3 separate regions of the Mus musculus genome follow, and all the other regions are linked to region 3. A link is a contact called in public promoter capture Hi-C data. All regions are on one chromosome and are shown on one strand. The core of a region is the stretch at or near the end of the contact, and the rest is flanking DNA. Distances in the headings are between cores, read along the strand shown.

Region 1 (3,975 bases), core at 855-3,354, 160 kb before region 3:
TCTGAAGGTCATGAGTTCAAATCCCAGTAACCACATGGTGGCTCACAACCACCCATAATGAGATCTGACGCCTTCTTCTGGTGTGTCTGAAGACAGCTACAGTGTACTTACATATAATAAATAAATAAATAAATGAATAAATAAATAAATAAATCTTAAAAAAAAAGATTGAGAGAAGGGATATGTTTTGGTGGATGTGCAGTCAGGTGTGGGGGAAGGGTGTGCCTCTGCAGGCCCATGCTGAGGCATTCCTTCCCATGAGGGACCAGCCACAGATGGTATAGCATAAACTAGAGTTTATTCAGGGTATGTGGAGGGGAGCTGAGAGGATAGTAGAGACAGAGAAAGACAGAAAGAGAGAGCAGAGGAGTGGAGGCCAGCCATGAGCACATGGAGAGAGAGGAGAAGGGTCCAGAGGACAGAACTGGAGGAAGAAGGCAAGAGGAAAAGAGAGCAGAGGGGACAAGCAGACTCTTTTATAGCGATTCAGGCACACCTGGCTATTTCCAGGCAACTGTGGGGCAGAGCTAGACAAAATGCTAATAGTGATTTTCTTTTTGACAATCAGATCAGATTTGTAGGACCAAGCATGCATTTCTTCCTTCAATCTCATAAAAAAGGCGTTGGTTCTCCCCACAGCATCTGTGCCACCGTTACTCTCATGGACATATCTTGACAGAGCAGTGACGGTTACATTTCACAGCGTCCATGGCTGGGTAAGACTGTTGGCCCTCCACCCCGAAGAACTCTGCATAGCACGTTTCATTACTCTGAGAGCTAACAAACAAAGATGAAGTTCTCCATGTCCTGTGACCAATGTGTATGGTGGTTTTAGAAACTGGACTTTACCACCAAATTCTGGTGAGCAACCAAGATCAATAGCAACAACCTGTATTGTTTTGGGGTGTCTCTGGGACATCTCTGACCAACAACTCAAGAGGGAGTTATTTCATCCTTGGCACTGGTCTTGACAAACTCATGGGCCTCAGAGAACTTATTGTTATTATTGTGCTAAATAAACAAAGTCTCAAACTGCTCTGTAAATTTATATCTCTTTACCCATACATAGATTAGTGTCGCCTTTCAGACCTCGGCAGAGAAGTTTTTTTGGTCAGTGGATGAAAAGCCTTTGGCTAACTGAACTAAGTCATAAGAGGAAATGCTTAACGGTCGGTCCTCAAGTCACGTCTGCTGGAGATGACTCAGTGCCTGCTTTCCCCACGTGGTTTGTCTCCAGTTGTCATAGAGTTTTATTACAAACAACAGCCTGCTTTTTTCCCCCCAAATACTTTTAGACTTCCATGTGTTTTGGGGAAAGTAAAACTGAATTCTTTAACCCATTAACACGAGCATGGGTGCTGTTTTCAGGTTTGCCTAATAGCTCTGAGCCTGAAGAGAATGTTAGCCTTGCGGAACTAAGATCTCTGATATCAGTGTCTGTAATGTCTCTCAAGTCATCAAACCACTAGTCAGTTTAACCAGTGAATCCGGTTGCTAAACCACCATACACATTGCTCACAGCACACAGAGAGGCTCCTTCCCTGCTAGCTAGTATCTCATAAGGATAGACAGTGCTAGGCAGAGTAGGGCAGGCAGGTGGCTGGTGTGTGTGTGTCTGTGTATCTGTGTGTGTGTGTCTGTGTGTGTGTGTGTGTGTGTGTGTGTCTCTGTGTGTGTGTTTGTATGTCTCTCTCTGTGTGTAGTTAGTTTTACCTAGCTCTGAATGCTGTGAACTGCACTAATGTCTGCTATGTCGAGATATGTTCATGAGTGTATACAGCAACAAATGCTGTGGGGAGAACTAAGCCCCCTTTAAAATTAGATTTAAGGAAGAAACACATTAGCTGCGGGGCAGATACAGTCTCTTTGCTATTAGAGATAGAATCTTTTACCACTGATTAGCAGATTATCATAGGCAGTAAAGCAAATTATGCTTAGAGTCACAGAATCTAAGCAGGCAATGCAAGCTTAAACACTCTTCTGTATTTGGTAAGTAATTAAAATGAAAATTTCCTTTCTAACAAATCATACTGGTTTAGGCTGGCACTAATACATAGCAGAGGAGATAGAAAACAGGAAGTGGTCAATCCCCGTAGCTGTAGCTGTCCTTGTTAACGAGTCTTTAGGAAGACTTAATCTTTAGACAAATTTACAGTCTAGTGGAAAGAGAACCTTCTGGCAGCCTTCCCCTGCTGCTTCTCATACATCTGTTGGGGATTCAAAACAAATCCTCCATAGAGTGATAATCCTCAGGACATTTGGGATTTCTGGTTTAGAGGCTTGTGCATCTGGGAAAATGGCAAGTCTCTTGTTTATGACTTAGGTGTGGCCACAGAGATCATGGAAGAATTCTTTGCCAATTTCTTTTAAATGGCATTCTTAATTCTCAGCATCCTGTTAAGTTCCACTGTAAATCAGGCTCCTTGGGAGCACAACTCCATATTGCCGTGGTTACTTCTGCTCTTCTGGGATCCACCTCAGTGCATTATGTGGAAGAAGCTTTTCCTGGTGGTGTTGGCTGCAGTGTGAAAGCTTGGGGAGAGTTTTATCTTCAACAGCCCCAAATGAGATTCCTGAAGATCTTCAAAATCAACAGGACTTGTTTGTATCTGTCATACAATTATTTCTTGGCCTTACATAAGGAGATATTCACTTCCAAAACATGAATGTAAATTCTTTGTGTATTTAAGAAATTGATACAGACAGACTTTCTTTGAATCTACCTAAGATCTAGCTACCTTCAACTAAATGACAGTCACTTTTCAGAAAGAGCACACCTCTACAAGGCCTCCACTCCACAACCCTCCTAACAAAACACAATGGGGAAACAGAGGCAAGGTTTTGAATTGATCCTGTGAGGATGGAATGGGGCTAAAATGACAATAGGAATCAGCACCATTTCAGCATCCCTCTACTCTGGGGCATCAAACCTCCTTAGGACCAATGGCCTCCCTTCTCATTGCTGTCGGGCAAGGCCATCCTTTGCTACATATGTTATCTGGATCCAAAAATCCCGTTAGGTGCACTCCTTGGTTGGTGGTCTAGTCTCTGAGAGAACTGGGTGGTCAGGCCAGCCAATGTTGTTCTTCCAATCCCCCTCTGCTCCTCCAGGCCTTCTGCCAGCTTCCCGACCAGGTTCCTTGAGTTCAGCCTGATGGTTGGCTCCAAGCATCCGCCTCTGCATTGGTCAGTTGCTTGCCGGACCTCCACAGGAACTGCCACACTTGGTTCCTCTCCGAAAGGGACTTTTAACCACAGCAACAGTGTTGGGTTTGGTGTCTGCAGACATGATGTATCCTCAGGTGGGGCTGTTCCCCAATTGGCCCTTCCTTCGGTCTCTGTTCCATTTTTTGTTCTTGTTCTTCCTTTGGACAGGAACATTTCTTGGTTAAAAAAAACTTTGAGGTAGGTGGGTAGCTCCATCCCTCGACCAAGGGTGGTGCCTATCTACTGGAGGTGGTCTCTACACGTTCTGTCTCCTTCTTCTCTGAATATTATGTCTAAAGTCAATCCCATTGTCTCCTGGGAGGCTCATGTTTCTCTAGTGTCTGGGACTCTCCAGTGGCTCTCCCAGTTCTTCATCCTCCCTTATAACTAATTTCTGATGTCCAGACCCTCTGTACCTCTCTCATGTCTCCTCCAGATTCTGATACTGCCACCCTTCTTATTTCCTCCTCCTTTCTCCCTCCCTTGTCTCCTTCTCTTTCTATCTCCCACAACCATTCTGTTCCCTTCTCAGTGCAGGACTGAAGCATCCACACCTTGATCTTCCTTTCTTTTATGCTCCATATGGTCTGTAGGTTGTATCATATGCATTGTGAGCTTTTGGTTAGTATCCACTTATTAGTGAATACATATCATGTGTTCTTTTGTGTCTGGGCTACCTCACTCAGGATAATATTTTCTAGTTCCACCCATTTGCCTGTGAATTTCATAAAGTCATTGTTTTTCATTGCTGTGTAGTACTCCATTGTG
Region 2 (3,453 bases), core at 18-2,517, 190 kb before region 3:
TTTTAGCTGTGTGCTGATTGTCTAAAAAAAGAAGACTGCAGTCATTGAGCAGAGAATAATTTGTGTTTTCCTGGGATTTGGATGCATGTTAGCACAGGTATAGAATACAAAATGGGCTGTAAGAGACATGGATTGACCAGGATCCAGTCTGACAATCTAGGCTTTTCCAAAGGCCTTGGCTACTTTACACACGGCTCCAGCAAAGCCCTGCTGTGCTGGCACATTCTCAGCATGATTCTAGTTGAGGTTAGGAATATTTATCTAAATGATTCATTTTGCAGGGTCACTACTGAAATCATACTATTCAACAAATGCATGTCATGTACTGTGTGTCAGGCACGGCATTCAAAGTAAGGTGACACATTGGAGAAATCACATACTGCTTGAGCAGCCTGAAAGGATGGGTTGTGAAAAAGATGGATATTTGTCAAGTACACACACACACACACACACACACACACACACACACACACACACACACAAGTGCAACCTACAACACATGCTTTAAAATAATAGCACGTTTCTTTTGGGGGAACTGTATGACAAGGGAACCCAGTGACCCCGAGTTGTGGCTGAGATCAGAAGGGTAGAGCTGTGTAATGTCTGAGAGCCATTGGAGATACTCAACTCCAACCACCCCCTAGGATTTCCAGGCATGGGTAGGTGGACGAAACAGGTCCTTTGTTCTGCCTGTGTTTTTCATTCTTGTTGAAGTGCTTTCCAGTCTGGTTGTGGGAAGCCGTGCACAATCGACATTACAAGATGGCGCTGGCTTCTACAGTGCCTAACTAGTAAACAAGCAATGTGCGCAGGTGCTGGAGTAAATTAGTGCCAAGTCACTGCCCATCCCGGGGTGTAATAGTGGGGTGATGGGTGAGCAGCTAATCAGGAGCTGACACGTCACACAGAGGGGTATTTAAACAGCTCCATTTTCCGGGTTGGGGGTCTTCCTGAGAAGTAAGCAATAAAGCTTTGCCGTAGAAGGATCTGGTTGTCCGAGTGTGTTTTGCTGGCGAAACGTTACAAGGACATCTGGTCTTTGCCCACAGGCTTCTTGCTTTACTAATTTAGTCTTTACTATCATCCTGTTGATATTTTAGCATTGATTATACAGGGCTGTAGCAGTTATTCCAAAGCTTTGGAGGTGAGAAAGCACCACTACAAACTCCTAGGCAAAGGAGGGTTGGCCTTGGTTCAGTGACACACAGCTTCACATATTGCTAGAGCAAATAATGGGCTTATCATCTGGGGAAGGAATCTGGCCCAAACATTGGGCAACACCACAGCTGATATTAAGCAGCCTCAGGACAAGGAAGTGCTGCGGGCTGCTCAGGCGATAAGGCTGCAGGAGACAAGGGAACTGTTGCACCCCTCTAGATTGTTTGCCTGTGTGTCTGAGTCTCCAAGGTGAGGCAATGAACCTTAGAAGCTGCCCACTCCATTTGCTTACCTTCCGAAGTGGAAGGGTGCCGGGCTGATAGAGGCATTGCTGCCTGCCTATTCAAGTAGCAGGCGCCATACGATTTCTTTAACCCATGGATATGTGCTTTAAATGCAAAATAGAAAAAGGGATTCAGAGTATTTGAGGGAAAAATCAAGTTGAGAAGCAGAAAACAGAGCAAAGAAAACCTTAATCAGCATTTATTAGGCACTGAGTGACTGAGTGCATAAATAATGTGTTAAGTGTTTTATATAAACAGAAAAATATATGCTTTATACATTTTACACTTTACACAATATATACATATATATATACATAATACATACACACACATTATGTTAGTATACTATATGTGGTTTCTTTTGAGATTTTCATATATAAAAATCTCTCCTCCTCAACACTTCCCATGGCCTCTTACTCCACAAATTCATGATTTCTTATTCTGTAATTCTTGTTACATATGTACACATACATACAAATTCATACATACAACATGTTGAGTTCATTTAGTATTGTGCAGGTGTATATATATGTTTAGAGTTGAGCACTTGGGATTAACCTCTCCTAGGGCTTAGCATTGGACAAAACTGATTCTGCCGTTTGTAGTAGCCCCTGCTTGTTTGTAGTTCTTCATCTAGAGGTGGGTTCTCGTGAGATTTACATCCTCCATGTCTGCAGGTCACTTCCTATTATCATTAATCCCTTGGGTGCAGCTTCCCTATCACTCATGGAAGGCACAATCTCACAGAAGACATCCTGGTTCTGTGGCTCTTACTATTTTTCTACCCCTTCTTCTAAGACGTCCCTGAGCCTTAGTTTAGAGGGGCTGTAGTACATTAACCGATATCGGACGCTCCATGGCCAGCTGATCCCTGGATTTTGACAAGTTGTGGTTTTTTTTGTAATGGTCTCTTCCTGCTTCACAAAGAAGCTTCTTGATGACAGGAAAGAGCTACGCTTAGCTGTGGGTATATGGAGAAGCATTTAGAAGGAAGTTAGGAAGTATACTGGTTTAGGGCTAATAATAGTTCTATAGTTAGAACCTATCTAGGGCCCCTGGCCTTACTAGCCATGGGTATTGGGCTGGATTTACACTGTGAATCCTACACTTCTTCCTGTTGGAACAGATAGCTATTGCATACTCCCTAGGCTATAATGACTCTACTGAACCTTTTGGGATATCTGGTCATTCTGGCTATTGCTGTGGTTTGTAGGTATTACAGCAGGTAGGACTATTGTTTGCTTTTATCCGTTGTCACAGTGTGTCATGGTGGAAGTTCATGTTCATTGGAGAATAAACCTGTACGCTTAGTGTCAGGAAAAAGCAGAGAGAAAGAGTCAGAGTCCCAGTATCCCCTCCAACAGCCTAACTTTCACAGGTTAAGTACCACCTCTTAAAAGTTCTACCATCACCCAATAATAAGACTGAATAAACCTTCAGCTACTAGGCCTCTTGGGGAACATTCAAGATTCAAACTATAATACTGTTGTGTGTGTGTGTGTGTTATGTTTTATATTTTCATGTATCATGTGCACATATATGTTTTCTTTAAATCCATCCGGAAGATTTGTAAGTACCCTGTAGGCATTCCAATGACCTGGGACAGTGCTTGTGCTATTCTTACACTTGATCTTAGCCAAAAGGCCGAGAAGCGATTGTGCTATTTTTACTAAACCACATAGAAATAAGGAATATATAAATGTCCTTAGCTGTTTCACCTGTCTGTTTTGGTTGGTGGAGCTCAGTTCAGGGGATTGGTCCTGCTCTTTCCACTGTGACAGCTCTCTTTAGCCTAGTCATGGCCAGGAGCATCAGTGCTCTTGTTTGCCCAGCCCGTGTGGGGTGAGCATCCAGCCTTTGTCGTCATGTTATTGATTGTGTGTGCAGGTGTTTGCATGAGGGAGCTAATTCTATCCAGATTCTGCTTTTTCAAAGCTCTCCTACATTCCCCAGACTCTCACAGGGGTGTGTCGCACACACTGCACCCCAGACTCTCACAGGGGTGTGTCGC
Region 3 (3,816 bases), core at 553-3,052:
TCCTGTCTCCCCAGGGTTCTGGAAACCATCTTAAAAAACTTTGATTCCCTGGTCATGAGACAAGGGAACATAGTTGCTTTTCAAGTACACCCAGTACGGGTCACTGTTAGCAACTTTAATTGATGGTGAGTTTTTAGAAATTGTGATCACAAAAGTGTGTTTGGCGATTCCTGCCTAAATAATATGTAGTGCCCAGCAGACTGGTGAGGTAAGAGCCGTTGAATCCAGTAGAAGAAAGCATTTCTAAATAAATCAGTATATACAATAACATATTTAAACATGGAGTGTGTGGTATATTGCATATTTTGAAGGTTGAAATGATACAAAAAGACTGTACTGCAGAGAGGCTAATGTGAGATACATACTGAGACTCTCCAGCAAGCAAGCAAACTAAAAAAATCCTGGGACCCTGGGGCTCAGCATCACTGGGTAAGTGAACTGATAGAATGCCTTTCATCCTCCAACTGGTAACGTGTTATTACAGAGATCAGCAACAGGATAATCAATGCAAAGCCCGAGTGAAGGAACCCAGAGCTCTTCTGTATCTTGTCCCAGGTTGCCCGGTGATCTTCAGTGTACTTCAGGCAACATGTGGTCAGGGATTTTGAGAGATTTCCTCCTGGACTGCTTCAGAAGTGCATACTGCCACCTTGTGGACATTCTGTGAATCTGCAATTAAATGTTTCTAAGTGTGATAGTTAACTAGAAGAGACAAGAAACAAAATGTTTTTATAAATATGCCAATGTGAAAAATTCATATACAGACTTCAGGAAGAATACACTAGGACGGAAAGATTGCGATTTTGTTGAATGAGTTAAATAGCAATAGCAAACAAAATTCTCAAAGCTCTGGCCGTTTTAGTGTTTTAGGAACGAGGGGTCCATGAACGTCTGTGAAAGTTTTGTCAGAAGACTCACTCCAGTTGGCACAATAATTGATAATCTGATTTTTATTACACCAAGATCCAGCCTAGGCTCGATGCTTATGTGGACAGCGCTCGGCTGAGCTCTGCGCTCCATGGCACTTTTTCTATCCTTTGACATCATGCTCAGGTTTTATCTCAAGAGGAAACAACAGAGAGAGAGAGAGAGAGAGAGAGAGAGAGAGAGAGAGAGAGAGAGAGAGAGAGAGAGAGAGAGGGAGAGAGAGAGAGAGAGAGAGAGAGAGAGAGAGAGAGAGAGAGAGAGGAGAGAGAGGGAGGGAGGGAGGGAGGGAGGGAGGGAGGGAGGGAGGGAGGGAGGGAGGGAGAGAGGGAGGGAGAGAGAGAGAGAGAGAGAGAGAGAGAGAGAGAGAGAGAGAGAGAGAGAGAGAGAGAGAGAGATACAAGGCCAAACTTGGAACTGGAGAAAGACGGAGAGCATCAGAGTAGATTAACAAAGGTGGACCGTCATCTCAGCAGGGAGGAAGGACTGTTTCTACTCCAATTTGAGGGATTTGTATGTTTATTGTAAGGCGTGGCTGATCACACAGGATCCAAAGCCTAGGAGAGAGACTTCCAGGTCCGCTCTCTGGGAGAGAATCCCTGGGAACTTGAAATGCTGAGGTGGACTTGGGTATGTTGATGGGGGAGGGGTGGCGACCCTGTACAGTCTTAGAGACTGCAACTTGGTAGGAGGCAGCAGAGGGAGGGATCTTGAGGAAGTAGAAACTTTCTTTCCAGAGCAATACAGCAGGAGTCGGGGAGGAATTTTAGGCGCCTACTGCTCTTGCTTGGGCTTGGTGTCCAGTTCTACCTGCTGTGAGCAGGATCCTCGAGCCTCCACCACAGGGAGGGAAGGGCCGGCCGGGCCTCGAGGGCTGAACGTTGGCGTCCTTGCCCTTCATCTTCCAGGGGGTGATGCTAGGCATACCTCATCCCTCCCTTTGACTGGACCTGCTGGGGAAGAAGGCACAGCAGGAGCCCTGCCACCTTCAGCCCGGGCCTGACCCAGCGGTCCAGGTACTGAATTTCAGGAATTCATTCTATCAAGGGCCATAGACCCCAGCAAGGGAGACCATTTAAATTATCTATAAAGGTCCCAGTCTAACAGAAAGGGCCCATTTCATTATGGTGTATAGCAACTTTGTTGGGATGCAGTCTTAGGAGCTATTTTTTTTCTATGCATCCTTGATGTTATCACCCATGGAATATTTGTGTTCTGCTCCAGAGAACAGTAGTGATTTTCTCCTAAAAACTCAATAATACTGGAGTGAGCATATCTAAAAGGTATGTTTACCAATTAACATGTTCTGCTAAAGGCATAGGAAACCACCACATTATTAACACACACACAGTATGACTTCAAAAAAAAAAAAAAAAAAAAGCCTGCAACATTCTGGCATTGCTTTGGTTTGTTGAAAGAATCCCTGCCCAGCAGTAGTTTGCCTGTGACGCTGACTCTTCTCTAGAGGCTAGTCTGAGCAGGCCAGTATTTTCTAAAGGGAATTGGACAGTACTTTAAGATGTGGTTTGGGTATACAAAGAGAAGATTGCTCAAATTCCACAGTTTGTATTTCTTTTCCTATTCCATGCAGAAGTCGACAAATGGCAAGCAAAAAGCGTGAAGTCCAGCTACAGGTGGGTCTATCGTGCCAGCAGGTCTTCTTCTGGTGCAATGACACTTGCCACCTCTTACCATATTTTGCTTTTTGCAGTCAGTCGTCAATAGTCAGAACTTGTGGGATGAGATGTTGCTGAACAAAGGCTTAACAGGTACGGGGGCTCTCTGCTGTCAGTGTTCAGGTTTGTTTCCATACCTTGCAGAATTCAACTCCCTGTTTCAAAGCTGCCTTCCTGCCTTCCTCCCTGGGTCCTTCACCTGGGATGGGAATGCGACAGCCTCCAGATTCTTTGACTCTGCCTTTTGACAAATGTTACTATTTCCCAGTGATTGATGTTTACCAAGCCTGGTGTGGACCTTGCAAAGCCGTGCAAAGTTTATTCAGAAAACTAAAAAATGAACTGAACGAAGATGAGATTCTTCACTTCGTCGTTGTAAGGTTTTTGGTTTTGTTCAATGTGTTTGCTGTGTTTAAAGATCTCCTTGTACTTCAAGTATTTTATTAGTTTAAGGAACCTGCCAGTCTCTACTCTAAACAATGTTGGCTCCATAGTCTTAACTATTTGCTTAGTTCTACTAGGTTTGAGAATTAGTATGAGTTTCATCAAATTCCCAGGATGCTGAGATAACTCATCATGACTGAAACCTCAGAAAAGTATAGTAATGGACATCTGTTGACATTGTCACATGGCATGGTCAATATGTGTCCCTGAGTTAAGATTATCAGGGACTGTTTCCTGGGTGACACAGAGTAGAACCCTGGGCACCTATCTATGCACACATGTTTCAAAGTAAGTAATTTCTCTTTTAGCTGTTAGTTATCAAAAGTGACAAGGGATTAAATCTCACCGTCAAATGCACTTGACTCAGTTGTACTGATTATTCAATCTATAGCCAGATATAATTTATAGTTCAGTCTATATCCAGTTAACATTTGGTTAGAATCTTTCTGTCCAATATGGCTTTATGCACAAACAGAACACTTGAGAGCTATCCAGAGCCACTGTAGAAATGCATTTTCAATTTTAATTAATTTAAATTTGAAAATTGAGGGCTGTTGGGCTAGTTCAGTGGACAAAGGCACTTGCTGGCAGGCATGATGATGTAAGTTTGGTCCCTGGGACTCAACTGAAGGAAGCCAAGAAAGAGTCTTTCCTTTTCTCTGTCTGTCGGTCTGTCTGTCGGTCTATGGGTTTGTCAGTCTCTCTCTCTCCTTTCTTGGCTTCTTATACACACAAATTTTAAAAATTATAAAACTGATGCTACTAAATTAAA

The links. Promoter capture Hi-C pulls out the DNA fragments that hold promoters and counts their contacts.
Region 1: a promoter capture Hi-C map of the HPC-7 cell line shows a contact between it and region 3, with 5 times the contacts expected there. The contact joins the enhancer-like site here to the promoter of Nme8 in region 3. A contact is called at or near these places in 8 of 39 promoter capture datasets (the C10 cell line, the HPC-7 cell line, embryonic stem cells and 5 more), 1 of 15 datasets of contacts at CTCF or cohesin (CD8 T cells), 8 of 484 Hi-C or Micro-C datasets (the BV-2 cell line, the HPC-7 cell line, bone marrow-derived macrophages and 3 more), 2 of 115 datasets of contacts at active chromatin or transcription factors (acute myeloid leukemia and bone marrow-derived macrophages) and 4 of 9 other capture datasets (adipose tissue, bone marrow-derived macrophages, embryonic stem cells and 1 more).
Region 2: a contact with region 3 is called in a promoter capture Hi-C map of the HPC-7 cell line, with 5 times the contacts expected there. The contact joins the enhancer-like site here to the promoter of Nme8 in region 3. A contact is called at or near these places in 9 of 39 promoter capture datasets (the 3T3-L1 cell line, the C10 cell line, the HPC-7 cell line and 6 more), 10 of 484 Hi-C or Micro-C datasets (Th1 cells, Th2 cells, bone marrow-derived macrophages and 7 more), 1 of 115 datasets of contacts at active chromatin or transcription factors (pancreatic cancer cells) and 4 of 9 other capture datasets (adipose tissue, embryonic stem cells, liver and 1 more).

The regions. Positions count from the first base shown.
Region 1 is chr13:19,852,365-19,856,339 of GRCm38.p6, reverse strand. No RefSeq gene overlaps it. Among named protein-coding and RNA genes, the nearest start is that of Gpr141, 30 kb to the right of the region's middle. Within about 2 kb of position 2,104, at least 91 of the 459 cell types and tissues checked have an H3K27ac peak or open chromatin away from gene starts, as enhancers often do. A contact at or near this core is called in the BV-2 cell line, CD8 T cells, the HPC-7 cell line and 6 more, where this site is marked.
Region 2 is chr13:19,880,940-19,884,392 of GRCm38.p6, reverse strand. No RefSeq gene overlaps it. Among named protein-coding and RNA genes, the nearest start is that of Gpr141, 58 kb to the right of the region's middle. Within about 2 kb of position 1,267, at least 17 of the 459 cell types and tissues checked have an H3K27ac peak or open chromatin away from gene starts, as enhancers often do. A contact at or near this core is called in the HPC-7 cell line, bone marrow-derived macrophages, granulocyte-monocyte progenitors and 1 more, where this site is marked.
Region 3 is chr13:19,695,746-19,699,561 of GRCm38.p6, reverse strand. Nme8 (NME/NM23 family member 8) reads left to right here and starts at 1,802. Exons shown (of 17, transcript NM_181591.3): 1 at 1,802-1,940; 2 at 2,516-2,558; 3 at 2,636-2,693; 4 at 2,869-2,975. The coding sequence starts at 2,526.